2 separate regions of the Athene noctua genome follow, and region 2 is linked to region 1. Evidence: chromatin contacts called from public Hi-C data. All regions are on one chromosome and are shown on one strand. Each heading gives the region's core, a stretch centred on a gene start, on an enhancer-like site or on the middle of the called end of the contact. The rest is flanking DNA. Distances are from core to core; before and after follow the strand shown. Region 1 holds the start of JKAMP (JNK1/MAPK8 associated membrane protein). Region 2 holds the start of LRRC9 (leucine rich repeat containing 9).

Region 1 (5,289 bases), core at 2,060-4,559:
GACAAACTCTACCTTAGCAGAAAGTGGAACTAACTCCCTGTAAAGTAATTTCCTCTTATACCCCCTCTATTCCCTTTCTGGGAAAGGGACGGTCTCCAGCAGCGCCAGCAGGGGCAGGGCAGTGTTGGTCTGCAGCCTGGTTAGAACAGGGCTACTAATGAGCAACCTCTTCAGGTAAGACTCCTCACAACAACCTTAAACAACGTCCTTATTCTCAAAGCAAAAAGCATGTCATGGGAATGAGGGAAGAGACATAAGTCACTTGTTAGTGTGTGTTTATAGGTATCTTTATTAGGAGAGAACTCACAGAGCAGGCCCCCTCCAACAGCTTGGAGCACGGTGAGGATAGGGAAGAAGTACAGTGCTGCATAAATGCTTTTAAATCGATCAGACTTTCCTAAACCACAGGCAATCTTCTTAACCAGAAGAGGCCGAAGTAACATCATTAACACAAGACAGAAGGCGTAATATATAAACACAATGGTGTACCTGAAAAAAAAGAGAAATTCCTTAAAACATGCAGTTCTTTTTCTCCTGCAGACTCAACTTGGAGATAGGGAATCTGGGGTTAGAGTCAGTCAAGTCTAAAGAATTTACAAAGAAAGAATGTAAACACAGAACAATGGGCTCACTTTTCCTAGGGGAAACAGTCAAGATGCAGCAAAGGGGAAATAAAAATGAAGTCTATGCTTCATAGGTGACTCAGAAAGTTACCAGGTGTTGCTAAGTGCTTCACACACAAACCAGATCAACGCATGGAAGACATCAAGGATTGATACTCACTGGTCTGAGTCACATCTGAACATGTTTTGCAGCTTTGAGAAAAGGCATGGACAGAAACATGTTTGTATAGAAGGAAGGGACAGACAGGAGTACAAAAGCCCTTACACTCACAGGGGATAGACTGCTTCATGAGTGCAGTGCACCGTGGTGATGTAGTCAGGACTTGGGTTGTAAAGCATCGTGTACCAGTCCGAAAGCTTCTTCACCCTGCAGGAGCGGATGTGCAGAGAGCCAACAGGGTCGCTGACGAGCAGCGTGACGATTGCTGCGACGCTGCACTCGAACAAGGCAGTGACATGCTGCAATAATGCGCTGGAACTGTGGAAGGAGAGAGAGAGATTTACTATTTTGCAAACACTATTGAAAATTTAAATGCCAACTGGGAAGTGGAGGCCCACTGCAGTGGAGAATCTTCTACTGAGTTCCACATGACCAATGACAGGACAATGCTGCTCAAACAAAATGTATCTGAAGCTGAATGTGAAAACTCATTTACAACCTCAGATGATTTAATGTGTAAGATGTGACTGAACAACATTCCAGCTTCTTAAACGAAAGCTTGCTGTAGCATAAGCATCCTGTCAGGTGAGGGACAACACCACTCAAGCAGTTGCAGCTTCAAAGAAAGTGTCAGTGAGGATTAGACACCACACTTACATATAATATAAGCAAAATTTTCAAAGCTGCGCTTGTTAAAGACAGTATATATTAATATACTAAACTCTCTCAGTCCCCTATGTTTTCAGTGTTTAGTACACTCAAGTCATTACTTCTTAAAACTTTCACTCTCGCACCTAATGGCTACATGCAGCTGTAGTTTTAAACCCCTTTTTTACAGAACTTCCTTCATGCACCGTGTTGACATAAAAGTTACATCAGCTATGCTATCAGGACCAAACCCCACTATACATATTCCTAAAGAGAAAACTCAAACCCATTCTCTCACTGCATCAGGGCCTCTGCAGCTGATAGGTCTGCCCCAGGAGAGAGGGAATGACACACTCCTGCCCGCTACTGGAGAACCCAATCCAGCCCCAATTGCCAGATGCACTGGGCACCACCACATTAAGGAGATACAGACCATGCCCTAAGGGCAGCAACTGACAAGAACCTGCAAGACTATTATATGTGTAAATAACACCCCCCTCCAGCTGCCCAGAGCTTATGTGCAACTGTATCAGCTCAACCAACAGCGTGAACTACTGGACTGTTCAATTCAGCATCTCAGATTGATCACTGATGGATATGAGACTTCCATTTTTAAATAACTTATCTGAAGAAGGGGCATACGAACCTCTTTTTTCCTGAATACCATTCAATAAAGAACCAGTGTAAAACCAGGGGAAGCATGGCCATGAAGCCAAGGTACAGCCAGTCATAGCGGTCTGGAGATCCCGTACATTCTCGGCAGATTTTGTTGTCATCAGTTCTTTGACCTCTAGGGCATACCTACAAAAAGTAGAGACTGTATCTACAAGGCATCTGAGTACTATAACGAATCACTACAGTTCCTGCTTGAAGTAGTATTCAGAATGAATCACTACAGATCCTGCTTGAAGTAGTGGCAAGAAATGTATGTGTTTTTTAAAGAGATGAAACACTAACCTCAGCAATTTATCAGCTTACACTGGCCTTGCTCTCTCTGGGTCTTTCTTCTTAATATAAAAAAAGGTGAAGCAGATTTAAAAGGCTTCAACCAAGGCTCCCTTTTCCTCTCCTGCTGTCACACCATCGTGTCCCTTTCACTGCTAGGCTCACTCACCAGGCCACTGATAATCTCTGTCCCCCAGAGTTTCTTGCTCCCTGTTCATTCCACCCTCCCTGGATCTTGTTCTCCTTTAGTACTCCAATAAAATCAGTGAGCAGAGCGATTTCAGCACCATCCACTTCTGTTCCTGCTTTCGCAGCCCCTCCGCTCAGCTCCGGCTTAGCACCGAGCCTTCAGCACCTCCTTCGGGCAGGTTTCATCAACCAGTTCCTGCTTCCGGACAGGGAGCTCCGTCCGCGCTCTGCAGCCCCCCTCTCCACCTGATCCCCAAAGCACCTCGGGGCCGGGCTGCGGGCCGCGGTGCTGCCTACAGCGGGATCCGCATCAGCCTCCGGAGCGGTCCGGGCAGCGCTGCCGACGCCGGGCTCAGCCCGGGGGGGGGGGAGCGGGGCCATCCCCCCTGCTCAGGCCCAGCCTCTCCCGCGCCGCACTTACCCCGCAGTCCCCGTAGGTCTCCACGGAGCCGTTGACCGACAGCACAGTCCTGCCGCAGTACAGCCCGAGGCAGGCGGGCTGGATGTCCACAGCTGCGGGGAGAGCGCAGCGCACGTTACCGCGGCGCTCCGGCCCGGCCCGCCTCGCACCACCGCGGCTCCCCCACAGCCACCGCGCGCCACCGCCGGCCCAGCTCCAGCCGCTGACACCCCCGCCCCCCATCATCCCGTCCCCAGCCCGGTACCGCCCGGCCCGGCCCGTCCTACCGGAGCGGAACATGGCGCTGACCCGCGGCGCGCCCTCCGCGCGACACTTCCGCATCCTCGGGGGCGTGGCCACGGCCGAGGGGCGGGGCGGTGCTGCCCGCGGGTGACGGGCGGGGGCGGGGCCGATCGGGGCGGGGCGGGGCCGAGGGCGGGGTTGCGCGGGGCGAGGGCGATGGCGGCGGCGGGCGGCGGCGCGGGGCTGCGGCTGCCGCCTCACTCGCCCTCGGGGCTGGTGCTGCGGACGGTGGAGATGCACACGGGCGGCGAGCCGCTGCGCATCATCCCGCGGCTGGAGGCGGCGGAGGAGGCGGTGGCGGGGGGGGGGCTGTCGCTGCTGTCGCTGCGGCGGGAGATGGCGGCCACGCAGGACCATGTGCGGCGGGCGCTGATGCACGAACCGCGGGGCCACGACGGCATGTACGGGGCGGTGGTGGTGCGCGGCGGGGCGGCCGCCGCTGGCGCCCATCTGGCAGCGCTCTTCCTGCACGGCGCCGGCTACAGCGCCATGTGCGGCCATGCCGTCCTGGCCCTCGGCCGCTTCGCCCTCGACTACGGGCTGGTGGCGGCTCCCGACCGCCCCGAGACCGCCGTCCGCCTGCGCTGCCCCTGCGGGCCTGTCACCGCCTTCGTGCCCTGGGACGGCCACCGCAGCGGCAACCCCGTCCGCTTCCACAGCGTGCCCGCCTTCGCTGCCGCCACCGGTGGGAACCAGGCCCGCTGCGCTGGGCTCCGGGGTGGGGTTGGTGGTGGCCGTGCTGGGCTTGGGGGCTGGCAGCCTGGCTGAGGGTATCTGGCAAATCCTTCTCCGATTCTGATGTTCTTCGGAGGCCACCAGGGATGGCATAAGGCATCACAAGCTGCTCTGGCACAGGAGCACTCGAGTCATCGTTGCTAACCCTCCCCTCCCGCGTGGCTGGGTCCCTTCACTCTGTGTGCGAGCCCATAGCTCAGCACAGTTCCCCCTCCTCACCACCCTCCCTTTCTCTGCCCAGACTTGGCCATTGATGTCCCGGGTCACGGGAAGGTGGTGGTCGACATCGGCTATGGCGGCACTTTCTACGCCTTCCTCAGCGCTGAGCAGCTGGGCCTTGATGTGTGCTCTTCGAAGACCAGAGACCTTGTCAATGCGGCGAGCGCGGTGACAGAAGCGGTGAAGAAACAGGTACGGCAGAGTGCTGCGGCACCCCCGCGTGTTCCCTTCGGGGTGACTGCACCAGACCAAGGCCCTTTATTCCCCCCAGACGCTCAGGATAGGAGGGAGTCCTATCCTTCCAGCCTCGTGTTGAATTTCAGAGTCCTCCAACCTCACAAGAATGTGAGGAGTTTGCTGTCCTCCTGCTGCGCTTGTCTCTGTTGCTGGAGAAGCAGAGATGGAGACGCAGCAGTGTGGCCTCGTCCCCCTCCTCTGGTCTCTTGAGGAAGCTGTGCTGCATGTACTGCTGACAGGCCAGCTGCTGCGTGCCTTAGTGAACCTGTCTGTGCTGTTCCCAGTTCAAGCTTCATCACCCTGAAAGTGAAGACCTGGCGTTCCTCTACGGCACCATACTGACAGATGGGAAAGATGCCTTCAGTGAGGAGCCCACCACCAACATCTGTGTGTTTGCAGATGAACAGGTATAGAAATGGGCTCTTCCCAGGCACACAAGGCATCACCTTTTCCTGTCCTACATCCACTGCAGAGACAAGGGAGGCTTCTGCTTCTTCTCAGTTTGGGCAGTGATCATTGCTTTTGCTAACGTGATGTCTCTGAAGAGCTGAATGTCACTTAACACATGCTGGTTTAGTTCCTAATGACAGGAAGACTACTGCACATCTTCAATGATGGCATTTATAAAGGCTCGTACCCATGTCCTGTAGGTAGGAATTTCTCAAGAGTTCAGGGGCTGAGGCAGGATTGCAACATAGTGCATGTCCTAATTTAGGGAACAGTTGCGGGAGATGAACAGAGCAAGAGAGAAAAGAGGGAGTGTAAACTTCTGTCCTTGTCTGCACTGGATAGGGTATCACAGAAATAGCAGGGGAAGTTTTTGTTGGAGT
Region 2 (5,289 bases), core at 1,053-3,552, 190 kb before region 1:
AATTTTAATGGATATCAAAAACTGGAAATCCATAACTTTAACTACAAGCTAGTGTATGTATGTGTATAAATATACACACATACCTATACATACATATATATGTATAAGCATAAATGGTGTAAGCTTTATCAGTCTTGCAGTTTTCCACTTCTAGATTGGATGTATCAAGTAAGTATAATACAAGCTTTTGGCCAGGAAAAAAATAAAAAGTTTACATGGAATTTCATGGTGAGATTCAGTTTGAGATTTAAGACACAAAGCATACGTATCCATGTGTGCCTCTTGCTTAAGTTCTCATCTTAGTCAAGAGATTTAACCAATATAGCCAAAGGATCCTGAAAAGCCATTCAGATGACCGTGTTTATGCTACACTAAATTGACTTATTCTATAGGTTCCCTTGACTAAAGATGGAATTCAGAGTTCTGTTGCAATTTCAGAGACCTTGAAGTATCTTGCAGCAGCTGTTCCAGTAGGTACAGTTTTCTAAATATCCTCCTAGATATGTGTGGTGTCTAAGATACCTGGAGGCAAGTAAAGTGGCACTAGACAGATGCATCTACGGAGCTGAACCCTGTCCTTGATTTCCACTGACTGTAATGGCAGCCTAGAAAGGAAATGCCTATCTAGACAACTGCCTGTAGACACCTAAATCAAGGTGTGTTAAATTGGTGTGGGACACCATTTAAAAACTCTAACCAGTTCATAGTAGACAAAATTTCCACAGTTAATCACCCAATTCTGCTCACAATGATCCAGTCTACAAAAATGCAGGACCACATCAAAACTGCGAGATTTATTTCGATGAAATTTATATAACAAGCTTATTTATCTTTCTGTATACAAATATTTCTGCAGGGCATTTCAGAAGGAACAGAGACAATAGAGAGAGCTGTACCTTAAAAGTCATTTACTCTGAAGATACTCTCTTGAGAGATTCTCCTTTCTGCATCCTAACTGCTAACATGTTTCCCATGGTTCTGAAACATTCAGATCACAACAAACTGTTATTAATGCATGACCTACACCACCTTTGGGGCATTCCAGAATGGAAACCTACCTACAGATGGTATCTCTAGAGAAGCAAAAATAATTGTATATTCTAGCAAGGGCATTGATATTTATAGGCGTACTGAGAGAAAACAAACAAACAAACAAACAAATAAATAAATAAGATCAAACCCAAATTAATAACTTAGCAGCTCCATAATTATTTCTACAAGGTTCTGGGTTTGGTTATCAGCTGCATCACCTTTTGAGTTCTCTGCAGTGACTATTATTTCTTATTCTCTTCTTAGAAAAAGTACAGTAATATTATCAGCTGTGTAGCCACTCACATAATTTGAAAGTCACTGAATTTCCAAGAAGTTTGGAAAGAAGATCTAAATTCCTAACAGATTGAATTCCAGAATCTGTTATTTCTAATGAAGTCAGAATGGATATTGCAAGAGAAAAAAGCTAAAAATGCCTGGAATACTTTATTACTTTTTAAATTAAGTTTTTTAGATTCTAAAGGTGCAGAAATTAGTATAGTACAAGCTATTCTGACCCACCTTCATAAGGAAGGGTGAGGAATTGTGCCCCCTTATCCTTGTATTGGACTCAGGAAATTGTATTTGCACAAAGCATAAAGATGCCATAAAAAAGAACCAGAGCTCGTAATTCACCAAAAACCTCAAGAAAAGCCCCTCTGCATGTTGGTGAAAATATATCAGAATATAATTGAGAGTATAAAACCTCTGCTACAATGTTTTAAGTAATCACACAGCTGCTGCAATTATTCTTTAGTTATCAAACACTTATTAGTAATAAGAAAATGATTGTTACAGATTTTTTTTTGAAAGCACTTACATGGTTTATTAACCACAGTACGCACAAACTTAACACACCGCATCCATGCTGCTTTTGAATTTCTGCCACAGTACTTAACAACTCACAGCCTCTCTAGTGAGTAATTTAGGACAGGAAACGAAGAATAAATTTTTCCATTTACAACAGCTAAGGAAATTACATTAGACCTGAATTAGATTTGGGTGGATGCCTGCTCCCCTGGGCTCCGGTGGGGAGCTCAGGGAGTTGTTCTACCTGGCCTAGAAGGGACACGCCTCTGCCAGCATCCCTTCTAGATCACTGCCTCCACAAACAGTTTCCATATAGCACATTCCCGCAGAGCACTGCCACGGGTTTGCCCACCGCGGCCTGGCGAAGGCCCCAGCGCCGGGCAGGGCCGAGCCCTCAGGGCGGCCACTGACCCACCCCCCGCCCAGGCCCAGAGAGCCGCCGGCTGGGTGGGGCACACCGCATCGCCCCGCCCGCCGGCGGGCTGAGAGCCAACCGGAGGCGAGTGCGTAAGCAATGACCCGCCCACGGGCTGGGTGGGGCAGAGCAGCAGCCAATCGGAGGCGTGTGTGCGGGGAGGGACAGGGCGCGTGCGGCGGGGTACGGGCCATGGCAGTTGCCTCAGTGAGCGGAGGGCTCAGCACCAGTGCGCCCAGTGAAGTGGGGCGGCGGGAACTGGGTCCGTGCGATCCTCTGCCGCGCTAGGTCAGCGGTTTGACAGCAACACACTGCAGACCTTCCCATCCCGGGCACCTGGCCTAGTGCTCGTCTTTAATTTAAGCTGCAGTGACTTTTCCTCTTGCTCTGTTAATGCGTGGGGTGGTAGAGTGCAGCGGATAAACTGGTTTGTGACATGTCAAAAAAAAGGGTCAGAGAGTTTCTCCCTTGGTCAGGAAGGGAGTCACGTCTGTGCAGCAGTTTATCTTCAGCGGACAACGTCAACTGGCTGTGCCGCATGGCAGCACAAAAGCTTACCGTGGCTTAGCTTAAATCAATTAGAAATGTAACTGTGGGATAAAATAGGGCATTCTTAAACCGAAAGGACCGTGTGCACTGAGCCATTTCCACTGCATTAATGATATTAATTTAAGAACAATTATAATTCAGTCACTGGTTTGTTTGGGTTTGTTTGTTTTTTTTTTTTTTCATGCAGTGAGACCAGCTGAACATTTTCCAGGGGTAGGATTGCTCAGCAAAAAATTGGATCTTTGCTGAAACAAATGTCATCAAAGATGTTTGATTTGTGAGTAAGGAGGTTAAATCTATTGAAAATTGCTAAGATTTCTGTTAAAGTTTTTGTATTAATATTTCGTAACATTTTTAATGGAGAGGGAGAAATTTTCTCAAGCATTTCCACAAAGACAGATGAATGTCTGTCACTCGTTACTTGCACTGCTATTTCACACCGCCGGATGTCACTCCAAGTCCACATAAGGCAACCAGCTTCTGTTTATTTCTACATTGTGTAAGAGGTTCTGGTTTGGTTTTAGACTTCCCTGTCCATAGGTGCTACATTTCACTTGCCCAAAGACATTATATAGATATATATATCTCGCTTCTTTTAGCAGAAGTCAGTAACAGGGTAAATCTGTGGGTCCAAATATGCTCTCCTGAATTAACATACCGTAAAAAGTACATAACGGAACAATTTGAAATTTAAAAATGCTCTGAAGACTGTGCACACTTTCTAATTCAAGGAAAAAAACAATCATCTGCTCTGAGCCTTCTCCAGAGAAATTTTTATGTAATTCTGCTTAAGGGGAGTATGTTCTGTTCTCTACACCAGATCCTGTAAGAAAGCTGGTCTTGTTTAACAAAGTGCTCCTTTCCTTTCTCGTTGACAACGAATCTTAGGCACAACCTTCTCAGTGAATTAGTTTAGGCAGCTAGGCCAACTGATACCATTTTGTGATCTGTTTAATATATTTTAAACAGCAGTTGAATGAATTAGCACTGAAACTGGACATTGCATCCAAATTCAGATATTCATTGGTACTATTAGTAGCCAAATGCAACTGCTTTTCTTTCTGAGCATCAAGCAGTATGACTCATTATTGGCAGTGAGGAAAGCCAAATGATCTAATTTGTGTATAGGGAGTTCTGATTGACTGGAAAGCACTCCTCTCTTACCAGAAAGTAGTTCTTGTAAAAGTCAGCATTATTGTTCCACACTTTTAGTCCTTTCTAGGTGATTGAATTATCTCAGAGTGACCTGCTCTAGCAGCCTAAAATCTGTGTGTGTAACATTCCTAATCTCTTCAACTGCAGCAAACATGCATGGCATGGCAGCATTACAATGGTAATCATTAACTCAGCTCGTTAAGAGGTAGCTAATGTTACTGCTAGATAATCTTGTGTTGGTTTATAAAGCTGTTCAAATGTATATTTTCATGTACAGTATTTTAAAAATGTCTGGCAGCAGTTGCTAGGCTTCTCTTTTAATGCAAAAAATTTTCAAACCTATCCAAAGCTGAGTTAATAATTTCAAGTGTGTTATCTTTCACCTTCTGCTGTGGCACATTCTGCTAAAGATTTTTAGTATAATTTGAAATAATTTCATAGCATAGACAAAGCAACTGTTTAAATGCTGATGGAGCTTTGCTGCTGTATATTTACTTTTGGAATTGTCCTTGTAGTGTTGCTGACTACCATAGAAACTTTTGGAATAATGCTAATCAGATTCTCTTGGATCACTGTGCATCATAGGTGTGTCTTTCTGCCTCTGCCTTCTACTGCTGTTGATATTTTTATAGGCTGGTAGATGATTTGGTTTTACTGGCGTTGCTAAATAGTCATCACTGTATTTGTAGAAGGGTCTCCATCCTTAAAAAAAATACCATTTGTAATCTATGTGCAGTTTTTTGTCTGCTTCTGTTTTGTATCACTGGAATATTTCTGACTTCCACTGTGTCATTTACCAAGTGCTTCTGGTATCATCTCTGCAAGTCCGTGCGTATTTAGGTAAAATATCAGATTAAGTGGCAGGAAGCAGTCCTGACAGACCTTGTGTGTTTAAGAGGGATTGCATTTTAGAAACTAGGCTCTCTATGCCTTAGTGTTAATAAAACTGTAAGTACTTTAGCTAGTTTTTAGGATCAGGTAAGATATATGAGGTAGTTTTGGGGTTGTTTTTTCTAATAATTTTAGTAGTATAACTATTTTGATGTGAGACATGCCTATGTCTTTTGAAGGATTTAGAATAATAGATTTCCCATTAAGCACCTGGGAATTGCCACCCCTGCAGCTGCGATTGGAAGCAGTTAGGTTAGCAGGATAAGCTTGGACAGTACTTGGAAATATGATCTAGTTATATTGATGTCTCCACTTAATAATGCAGAGTCCTTACTCCCACTGAGGTTAAGAAAAATATTGCTGAAACAAGACTGAAGAAGGCTTCTAGGGTCTGGCCCAGCAGTGGTGATGCATTAAGTATGTTCACAGGAGTCCTATGA

Evidence for each region. A called contact is a pair of places that touch in the nucleus more often than the background predicts.
Region 2: a contact with region 1 is called in a Hi-C map of heart, with 5 times the contacts expected there. The contact joins the promoter of LRRC9 here to the promoter of JKAMP in region 1. A contact is called at or near these places in 2 of 2 Hi-C or Micro-C datasets (heart and liver).

What each region holds. Positions count from the first base shown.
Region 1 is chr6:43,487,434-43,492,722 of bAthNoc1.hap1.1, reverse strand. It overlaps JKAMP (JNK1/MAPK8 associated membrane protein), which reads right to left and starts at 3,309. Exons shown (of 7, transcript XM_074908802.1): 1 at 3,253-3,309; 2 at 2,987-3,078; 3 at 2,078-2,232; 4 at 895-1,101; 5 at 308-489. The coding sequence starts at 3,307. L3HYPDH (trans-L-3-hydroxyproline dehydratase) reads left to right here and starts at 3,069. Exons shown (of 6, transcript XM_074908799.1): 1 at 3,069-3,151; 2 at 3,457-3,953; 3 at 4,245-4,414; 4 at 4,744-4,866. The coding sequence starts at 3,069.
Region 2 is chr6:43,676,979-43,682,267 of bAthNoc1.hap1.1, reverse strand. LRRC9 (leucine rich repeat containing 9) reads right to left here and starts at 2,302. Exons shown (of 42, transcript XM_074909185.1): 1 at 2,255-2,302; 2 at 1,247-1,271; 3 at 1,194-1,244. The coding sequence starts at 2,302.